2 separate regions of the Oryctolagus cuniculus genome follow, and region 2 is linked to region 1. The links are chromatin contacts, called in public Hi-C maps. All regions are on one chromosome and are shown on one strand. The core of a region is the stretch at or near the end of the contact, and the rest is flanking DNA. Distances in the headings are between cores, read along the strand shown.

The links. Hi-C and Micro-C count contacts between places; a contact is called where the count stands out from the background.
Region 2: a contact with region 1 is called in a Hi-C map of an unstated tissue, with 1.6 times the contacts expected there. The contact joins the enhancer-like site here to the promoter of RCOR1 in region 1. A contact is called at or near these places in 2 of 6 Hi-C or Micro-C datasets (ear pinna and an unstated tissue).

Annotation. Positions count from the first base shown.
Region 1 is chr20:45,724,757-45,730,219 of mOryCun1.1, reverse strand. RCOR1 (REST corepressor 1) reads right to left here and starts at 4,013. Exons shown (of 12, transcript XM_051834874.2): 1 at 3,486-4,013; 2 at 3,346-3,405. The coding sequence starts at 3,750.
Region 2 is chr20:45,784,163-45,789,308 of mOryCun1.1, reverse strand. RCOR1 (REST corepressor 1) reads right to left here. Exons shown (of 12, transcript XM_051834874.2): 3 at 1,406-1,489. Among named protein-coding and RNA genes, the nearest start is that of RCOR1, 61 kb to the right of the region's middle. Within about 2 kb of position 1,753, at least 1 of the 8 cell types and tissues checked has an H3K27ac peak or open chromatin away from gene starts, as enhancers often do.

The DNA.
Region 1 (5,463 bases), core at 2,764-5,263:
GTCTTAAGACTTTAAGAACCAAATCAGCATTTCTAGGACTATGGTGCTATTCACTTCATGCGCCCGCTGTGAAGCATGACAGAATTAAAGTTTTCTAGGACTATTTAGAAGTGCCAAATGGTCTGAGCCTCAAGCATTCATTTTAAAGTGAAATAAAGTAGGGACACTGCAAACAAAACATGGTAAACTAATTATCAATTTCTTCCATTTATACATCCTTATCATATATAGTTTTTAAGAGGCAGTCGGGGCCGGTGCTATGGAATAGCAGGTAAAGCCGCCGCCGGCAGTGCCAGCATCCCATATAGGCGCCGGTTCTATTCCCAGCTGCTCCACTTCTGATCCAGCTCTCTGCTATGGCCTGGGAAAGCAGTAGAAGATGGCCCAAGTCCTTGGGCCCCTGCACCCATGTGGGAGACCAGGAAGAAGCTCCTGGCTCCTGGCTTCAGATCAGCTCAGCTCTGGCCATTGCAGCCAATTGGGGAGTGAACCAACAGATGGAAGACCTCCCCTCCCCCCTGCCTCTCCTCTCTCTGTGTAACTCTGACTTTCAAATAAATAAATAAATCTTTAAAAAAAAAAAAAAAAAGAGAAAGGCAGTCATGTGGCACAGCAGTAAATTTACTGCCAGCAATCCCAGCATCCCATGTCCAAGTGCCTGGTTCCTGCGCTGACTACTCTGCTTCGGATTCAGCGTCTGGCTTTAAAAAAAAAAAAAAATTGTCCTAGCAGGCAGCAGGTGACGGCTGAAACACCTGGATCCCTGCCATCCACATGGGAGACTCCAAATAACTTCCTGGCTCCTGGCTTCCACCTAGCCTAGCACTGGCTATTGCAGGCACCTGGGAGTGAACTAGCAGATCAAAGATCTCTCTCGCTCTCTCATCTGAAAAAAAATGAAAAATGAATAAAAATGGGGGGATATGGCCAGCGCCGTGGCTCACTAGGCTAATCCTCCGCCTTGCGGCGTCAGCACACCAGGTTCTAGTCCCAGTCGGGGTGTCGGATTCTGTCCCGGTTGCCCCTCTTCCAGGCCAGCTCTCTGCTGTGGCCCGGGAGTGCAGTGGAGGATGGCCCAGGTCCTTGGGCCCTGCACCCCATGGGAGACCAGGAGAAGCACCTGGCTCCTGCCATCGGATCCGCACGGTGCGCTGGCCGCAGTGGCTATTGGAGGGTGAACCAACGGCAAAGAAGACCTTTCTCTCTGTCTCTTTCTCACTGTCCACTCTGCCTGTCAAAAACAAAAAACAAACAAAAAAAAAAAAATGGGGGGATAGCTCTGATGTGCTTCACGTTCATCTGTCTATTTTCAAATTCTCGTAAACGAGGACAAAGATACACTCAACCCTCGGTCAGGGAGAAAGCAGAGTCGCACCCTCAATTCTGCATCATTCCTCCTAACTTGACTCTTTCAGAGCCTGGCTTAAGTTCAAAGATCTAAAGAATTCTGCCACGAAACAAACCTGCTGTATCACTTCTATTCCAAAATGGCAGTCTCCTCTCCCTTAGACTGTTAAGTTAAATAACGATACACATTTTAAGAAATCACTAAAACATAGTAGTTTGGCAATTTCCAGTCATTTCTAGGAATGTCCCATTGACAAGAGAGTTTGAAACTGTTTCCTACCTGTTAAGACTCCTAGGAAAGGCGGAAACACTACTACAAGACCCACAAAGTCCACACAGCAGGGCCTTCCCAAAGTCTCACTTTCTAGAAAGGGGTCTGTGGCAAGTTGATGGCAGCACCTATTCCATCAAAAAGGCAGCGGCAATTCAACATCTACCGTTTCAAAGCTGAGCACAACTCCAAAGAAGTCAGGCTCACTGCTAGCAACTCAGAGCTAGACATCAATATTTAGATGAATGTCAGAAATCTAATTCCTGCTGCCCCATCAAATATTCCCTTTTCCTCATCTCATCCAACATACTCAACTAAAGCTTTCAAATTGAATCTAACACAAATAAAAAACTGACCAGCTTACTCAACGGTTTGTGCAAGCTGATTTTTAAAAATAGCATGACGGGGAAACTTGGGGACAAGCTCTATGTTCTGTAAAGCGAAGACAGACTTGACCTACAAAATGAAGGCAGGGTCAACTGTAACCAAGACACAGTGTGCCTCCCCTGGTGGCCAGGGACGGCGTGCAGGAGTCAGGGAATGCGGGGCAAGGGGACCCTGACTTCCCCAAGACATCAGAGGGGCTTCAAAGGGGGAGACCAACCTGGCCGTAGACTGCGTAACCCCAAGAGATTCAAGTCAACAAACAAAAACTTAGAAAGCAGACTTGGGTAAAGTCACGGTTTCCAATGTCCAAGGGCCCCCCAGGGACCCCTATGGATTTCCACTTCCAAGCACACCCAGAGTTTAGCACCTTAGTAACAGCTGAAGAGCAACCGCCTTTTTCAAGGACGAAATCCTTGCAATTTCCTGCAGTTTTGTTTCCAAGGAAAAGCACTTTTTTTTTTTTTTTTTAATAATCCTGGGGTAGAACCCACACAGAGAATCTCCCGCTCCAGACCCCCAACCGGGAAGACAGTCCAGCCGCAGATTCTCTGCATCTCTGAGACGCACCCTGCGCCCTCCCGCACGGTCGCTGTGCAACACCCTTTAGAGACGCGCTCAGAAAGACAGGCCGGATCCCAGGCACTAAAATCCGACGAATTCCTTTGTCTGATTGGATTTTTTCCTGTACCACTTTAAATGTGCTTCCACACAAAACGGAGCAGAGGAAGTACACGTTCCATTCCAGGGTGCAGGCACTGCTCGTAGGTGGAACCATTTATTAGACTCCAGCTTCTGACGGCTCTCTCCTCTCAACCCCTCCCCCTCCCTTCCCCAAAAAGAGATAAAGGAAATGCACGCACATTCACAAATAGGTCCTCACACCCGACTGCCGCGCGCGAGCCTCCCTGCCCGGGCAAGCGCCCTCTGGAAAGCACTTTCACGAACGGATTCCGGGGGCCGGGGGCCGCAGGAGCTGGCAGGCAGCGGGGGGCGTCTGGCGAGCGCTGGGAGAGGGGTCTCGCGGCCCCCCAGCTCCCCGGGCGCTGCCACTGCGACGCCCGGCCCCGGAGAGGCGCGGCTCACCTGGGCGCGGGGACCCCGCTCACCTGCGCCCCGGAGCCCGGGAGCCGCCCCCACCCCACCCCCCGCCCCCCAGCTCGCAGGCGCCTCCCGTGCGCACGGGCACGTCCGCGGGCCACGCGTGTGCGTGTGCGTGCGTGTCCCCGTCCCCGCCCGCCCCCCGACGGCAGGGCAGACACACAAAAAGAAAGTTGGCGACGGGCGCCCCCCGCCCTCTCGCGCCCCGCGGGCCCCGCTCCGGGCGGCCGGCCGCTACTCACCGGGGTCGAAGTCGGGCACGGCCGCCTGGTACTGGGGTCCGACCCGCATGCCGCCGCCACCTGCGGGGAAGCAGAGAGGGCGGTGAGCGCCGGCGGCCGGCGGCCGGCGGGCGGGCGGGCGCGGGGCGGCTGCCACCTACCGTGCTCCTCGTCGCTCGACGAGCCCGAGCTGCCTTCCTCCCAGGAGTTGCTGCCGCTGTTGCCATTGGGCGCCGCGGCCGCCAAACTTTTATTCTGGCCATTATTGGGGGCGGCGGCGGCCGAGGCGGCCGCGGCGGCTGAGGCGGCCGCGGCGGCGGCGGCGGCTGAGGCGGCGGCGGCCGAGGCGGCGGCTGAGGCGGCCGCGTTGTTCCTCCCTCTGCGCTTCCCGGAGACCTCAGGGCCCTTCTCCACCATGGCCGGCATCGGCGGGGGCCGGGGCCCGGCCGAAGTGGCGGGGACCCGCGGCTCCGAGGAGCGCGGCCGGGGCGGGGGGAGGGGGCGCGGGCCGGGCGCGGGCCGGGCGGGCGCGGCGGCAGCCCCTCGGCACGAGCTGAAGCTCAGGAGGCCCAGGCGGGCGGAGTGCGGAGCCGCCTCAAGCCCCCGGCGCCGATCCGAGCGCAACTTTGGCTCTCATCGGCGGCCGCACTTGACTGGCTCCAACTACTCCGGGAGCCGCGGGCGGGGAGGGGTGGGGGCGGGGCCTGCGCGGGCCGGGGGAGGGCCGCGCGCAGCCTAACGCGGCGCGCGAGGCCCCGCCCCCGCGCGCTCCCATTGGCGCGCTCCGTGCGACGGAGACGTCGAGCGGCGGCGGGGTTGGCCGCGCGCGCCCGTCCGTCCGGGCCCCGGGGCGGGCGCACGCGGAGGGGGAGGCCCCGGGCTTCCGCTGGCCGGGTTCGGTAGACGCGTATCGCCCACTGTACGTGGTTCGAGGTTTGCAATCTCCTACGCCCCATGATCCATCTCTCCAGGCAATAGCGAGGAGTTGGCGGCCCTCCCCGCCCCCGCCCCCCGCCCGCGGCCCCCGGCCCGGCCCCGCGTGCGCCTCCCGCGGCCTCTGCCCCCGCCTGCCCCGCAGGAGCCCCCGGCCGCGCGGCCGGCCTGCAGAAGTCGGAACACGCCGAGCGGAGGACGGGCGTGCACACGAGGCGGGACTACTTTCCGCTCGCGCGGAGGACTACACCGCAGTTTGAATGGATGCATACAAAGAGGGGAAACTAATTGGGAGAAACTAATTGCGCCCCCGCCTCTCTCGCGGGGCTGGGGGTGTGCCGGGGCCGGGGGACGAGGTGCGAGGGGACAGGCCCCCGGGGGCGGCCTCCCTGCAGACGAGGGCGGCGGTGCGGCAGCCCGGGGTCCCGGGGCTGGGCGCTCCCTGGGTGGGTGGGGGGCGCCCCCGGGAGGCCCTGGGGGCCCCGCGACTCCGGGCCGCGGGGTTCCAGTCCGACCCGTCTGGGGGCCGAGCGGGGGCTTGAGGAAGTGGGCCGCGGGCCGGGGAGGGGAACAAGGAAGCTATTTGCATCCCAAGCCCCTGGACAGGGAGGAGGGTCGCTTCCTGCGGGCGGGAGCCGCTTTTCCGGACCTGCCGGCCTCCTGGCCCCGCACCCCGGCGAGGGGCGCCGAGTGAGACCCGAGGGAGCGTGTTCGGGAAACCTCTTTTCTTTTTTTTTTTTTTTCTAAGCCGGGGAGCCCCATTTTTAAGTTACTTCAGCCTGCGCTTGCTGTGGGCTCCAGCTCGCACCGGCCCAGGGTATAGCTGGCTCCGGGAGAAATCGGAGGACGTCGCCAGGGCTTCCCGTCCCAGCGCACTTCGGTCCTTCCCGAGCAGGGCTGCGACCCCACCCCACCCCCGTCGTCCGGCCCCCGGGCTCCGCTCAGGACGCCCCTGCCCCCGGAGAGCCCCACACGGCGAAGCCCCGGGCAGCGCAGGACCCACGGCTGTGTTCCTGGGGCTGGGCCGCCCGGCCCGGGCCTCTGACTCGCGGAAGGAGGCTGAGCGCCCTGCCCTGCCCCTGGACTGCGACCAGCCTCCCAGGACACGGGGGTGATGGTGACTCTCTGACGAGGGCCCAGGGGCTCCAGCCCGCAGTGGGGGCCACTTCCTGGCTGGGTTTACCACCACGTGTGCCTCACTTTTTT
Region 2 (5,146 bases), core at 504-3,003, 61 kb before region 1:
TGGGAGACCCAGGGAGAGTTCCTGGTTTTCAGCCAGTGTAGTCATTTGAGGAGTGAACCAGCAAATGGAGGATCTTTCTCTTTCTCTCTCTCCCCCTCTTCCCTGTCTCCCTTGCTCTACTGCTTTTAAATAAATTAAAAAAAATTTTTAATAATAATACACTTGTTCAACCTTCTATCTTTTTTTTAAAAGGTTTATTTATGTATTTGAAAGGCAGAGTTACAGAGAGGTAGAGGTGGGGGTGCAGGGTGGGGGGGGTGGAGGAGTCTTCCACCTGCTGATTCACTCCCTAAACAGCCACAATGGCCAGAGCTGGACTGATCCGAAGCCAGCCTGCAGCCAGGAGTTTCTTCTGGTCTCCCACACAGGTATGGGGGTCCAAGGACTTGGACCATCTTTCACTGCTTTCTCAGGCCATAACAGAGAGCTACATCAAAAGTGGAACAGCCAAGATTCGAACCAGTGCCCATATGGGATGCCGACACCACAGGCAGCAGCTTTACCCACTATGTCACAGTGCCAGTCCTTAAACTTTTCTTTACAAACCTAGATTTCCCAGGTGAGGGAGTTCCACACTGCATTACAAGGTTCCGTCCACTGGAGTCACCCCCTGTTTACTTCAGAACCCACAGGTGCAACGTTTTGAGAAAGATGGAAGATAATGACACCACAGGCTGGAGTCTAAATCACTCTGACATGCCACAGTAAAGAAATATATACTTTCAAACTCTTCAAAATATTTCTTTTCTTCTTCTTTTTAAAGATTTATTTATTTTACTTGAAAGAGTTACACAGAGAGAAAGGGAGAGGCAGAGAGAGAGAGAGAGAGAGAGAGAGAGAGAGAGAGAGAGAGAGAGAGAGAGGTCCTCCATCTGCTGGTTCATTCCCCAGTTGGCCACAACTGCGCTGATCTGAAGCTAGGAGCCAGGACCTTCTTCCAGGTCTCCTCCCATGCTGGGGCAGGGACACAAGGACTTGGGCCATCTTCTACTGCTTTCCTAGGCCACAGCAGAGAGCTGGATCAGAAGTGGAGCACCCAGGTCTCGAACCAGTGCCCATATGGGATGCAGGCACTGGAGGTGGCGGCTTAACCCACTACGCACAGCACAGGCCCCTGCTCTACTTCTGATCCAGCTCCCTGCTAATGTGCCTGAGAAAGCAGCAGAGGATGGCCCACGTGCTTGGGCCTCTGCAACCACATGGGAGATCTAGAAGAAGCTCTTGGCTCCTGGCTCCAGATCAGCTCAGCTCTGGCCATTGCAGCCAACTGGGGAGTGAACCATCAGATGGAAGACCACTCTCTCTGTAACTCTTTCAAATAAATAACTCTTTAAAGATTAATCAATTAATTAATTATACAACATTAAATTAGGAAGGTGAGAAATAAAGATACTCCAAAACTTACATTTTGCCTCGGACAGGTTCTGGTTAGGTGACCACACCAACATGCCAAGATTGTCTCGTTCTTGACTGCGTCTTGCTAGCTTGGCTTGGTAGAAAGAAAAAAGAAACTTATTATAATAACAGATTAAACAAACACTAAGTGACACCACCACTCTGGTCTCTCAAGCCTCGGAATCTGATGACATGACCCGCCTTTTCCTAACTGTGGGACAGGGGCTGCAGAGTCCGCTACACCTTTTCCACCTCAGTCCTTCCTGTTGAACACAGCCTGTGTCTGAGGCAGGCGGACTCCCCGCCACTGCCTGCTAGGGGAGGTGAGGCCGGAGGCCCTGCCCAGACTCGCAACCACCAGCTGCTTGGTGTGAACTCATCATGCCCACGCTGAACACTCGCACCTTCTCAGAAAGAGAAGTTTCCTAGTGACTTGACAATCATAATCCAAAGATTACTCTACTCTGACAGCTTATTAACAAATAGAAAAAGTTTAACCTGAAAGGAAACTTCAGAATAGATTTAAATTTGTAATACTCTGTGATACAAAATAGTAGGCCCAAAGGTGTACAGGTGCCAGGTGTTGGGGGGACCATGTGACTGGATTAACTGGAGCAGCAGTAATTAACACAGCACATCAGAGACACTGAGGCGGCATCTTCTAAAACCTCAGGAGACAGGAGGCTGGGCCGTGCCCTCACACTCATCAGGCCCAAAGTCCTCCATTCCAAAGGCATCACTGCCATCTCGCTTTTCTTTAAAACACAAAACCTCCCTCGAAAACGCAGTGGACATCTTGACCTAATTCTGACACAGGAAATTCACCATCCTTTTTGTGAAACTGCCGGTTTCTAACCTTCAATGTTAGAACTTCAGCACTTTTGATAAAAATGTGGGGGACAGTTACGTCACAAATGAGAAGGTGTGAGTTACAAATTAGGCAGGATTACATGTTGAATTTACATGGTAGATAGAAGAAGGTTAGATGAGGAGGGAGGATTGTGACAAAAGACATCAGGGTAACTACGCTGGCAAAACCTTTAATGTAATTATAGCTTTTAGGAAACTGTTAGTATCATACACAATCTACAAATGAAATTAAGTCAACAAATGTGTGTAGACAGGGCCTCTAAATGGAATACAAATGCAAGCGAGTCTTCCTTGATTTCCAATAAAACTCAGAAGTCAATAAAAGGTATCACATCAGAAATGTACAATTAAAATTCTTTTTTTTTTTAAAGATTCATCAATTTATTATTTGAAAGGCAGAGTTACAGAGAGGCAGAGGCAAGGGCAGAAAGCGAGAGAGGTCCTCCATCCGCTGGTTCACTCCCCGCATGGACACAATGGCTGGAACTGGGTCAGCTGAAGCCAGGAGCCTGGAGCTTCTTTTGAGTCTATCACTTGGGTGCAGGGCCCAAGGACTTGGGCCATCTTCTGCTTTTCCAGGCCACAGCAGAGAGCTGGATGGGAAGTAGAGCAGCTGGCACCACAGGTGGCGGCCCCTAAAATTGTCTTTATTAACAGACAACACTATAATCAGTGCAGCAATCTATAGAATCTATAAAATGTTACTAGAGGGGCCACCCATGTGGCCTAGCAGGTTAAGCTCCTGCATGCAGTGTTGGCATTACATATGGGCCCCAGTTCAAGTCTCAGATGCTCCACTTCCCATCCAACTCCCTGCCGATGTGCCTGGGAAAACAGTGGAGGATGGCCCACCCAAGTGCTTGGGCCCTACACCCACATGAGAGACCTGGAAGAAGCTTCTGGCTTCTGGTTGTACATTGGCCCAGATCCAGCCACTGCAACCATTTGGGGAGTTAACCAGCATACAGAAGATTTCTCTCTCTGTTTCTCCCTCTCTGTAACTTTGCCTTTCAAATAAACGAGATAAATCTTTAAAAAAGTCAAAAAGTTTTTAGAACAATGAGCTTAGGAGCCCCACATGCTGGTACAAAGAGCTAAACATGGCTGTCGGGTTGGAGTCCCAGCTGCTTTGCTTCCAGTTCAGCTCCCTGCTAATGCACTTAGAAAGACAGCAGATGATGACCCAAGTGCTTGGGCTCCTGCCACCTATGTGGTAGACTGGGGTGAAATCCCTGACTCCTGGCTTAAGCCTGGTCCAGACTTGGCTTTTGGTCATCTGGGGAATGAACCAGTGGACAGAAGATCTCTCTCCCTCCCTGTCACTCTGCCTGCCAAATAAATAACGAAAACTTTTTACAAAGGGCACTTGAACAATTGCACCTCTGTATGCAACACTGTGAACCTACAGATCTATATTCAACCTGGTTCATGAACCTAGTTTAAGAGACAAGTTCTTAGACATGACACCAGAAGTATAATCCCTGACTTTTTTAAAAGGAACATTATAACCATTTAACATTCTTGCTCTGTGAAATTTGCTATATGGAAACACTGGAGACTGTGAGAAATACTTGCGAACCAGACAGCCAACAAAGCACTTGTATCCAAGATAAAGAACCGTCAAACTCAACAACAATAATCCAATTTTTATTAAACAGGCAAAAGATCTGATCAGTGACATAATCAAAGTAGTAACACAGATGGCACAGCACATGAAAAGATGCTCAACATCACTGGCTACTAAATAAATACAAATTTAAATCATGATGAGAAACCAATGTGTCTGAAAGAAAAGGCACAGACAGTACTGAGTCCCAACTAGGAGGAGAAACTGCAACTCTCAAACATTGCTAGTGTGAAAGCAAAAGGTTAAACTCGTTCTAGAAACATCTTGTAGTTTTTTAATACACAGGCAATTATAATTTATCAAATAGCTGAACTAGCAACCCCTGGAAACAGATCCTACAAAACTCGTATATTGTCACATAAAACCTGCACACAATTATTTACAGTAACTTTATACACAATGGTGCTTCAATGGGTAAACGGATAAGCTGTGGTATACAATCCATATACTAGAACAGGACACAGCAATTTAACAAACGCAAACAAACCACTGACACAGAAGCCAAGCTGGATCTAATCTCTGTATCTACACAGAGTGAAAGCCGGCAGTCTCCCAAAGCTACTTCACGGACGAGTCCTTAAGATGATGTTCTAGAAAAGGCACAGCTGAGAGGACGAAGAAGCCAACACTGGTGTCTGGGGTTAGGGACTGGGGACTGGGGTTAGGGACTGGTGTCTGGGGTTAGGGACTGGGGACTGGGGTTAGGGACTGGGGACTGGGGTTAGGGACTGGTGTCTGGGGTTAGGGACTGGGGACTGGGGTTAGGGACTGGTGTCTGGGGTTAGGGACTGGTGTCTGGGGTTAGGGACTGGGGACTGGGGTTAGGGACTGGTGTCTGGGGTTAGGGACTGGGGACTGGGGTTAGGGACTGGTGTCTGGGGTTAGGGACTGGGGACTGGGGTTAGGGACTGGTGTCTGGGGTTAGGGACTGGGGCGACTGAGAAAGTGCCAGGCAGATCTTCAGAGATGCAGCTGTTCTGGCCCCCAGTGTGGTGCATTCCCAAGAACGTGTGCCCCCTCACTGTTGTTAATGGCTGCTCAGACACTGATGAGTCTAAGACGCTAACTCTGAGGCTGCTGTTTGTTCGAAGCTGATCATCCCATGGGAGTGCCAGTCCGAATTCAGCTGGTTCCATTCTGATCCAGCTCCCTGATATCGGGAAAGCCACAAAAGACGGCACAAGTGCTTGGACCCCTGCACGTGAGATCCAGATGGAGTTCTGGACTCCTGGCTGGGTTGGCCTGGCCCAGCCC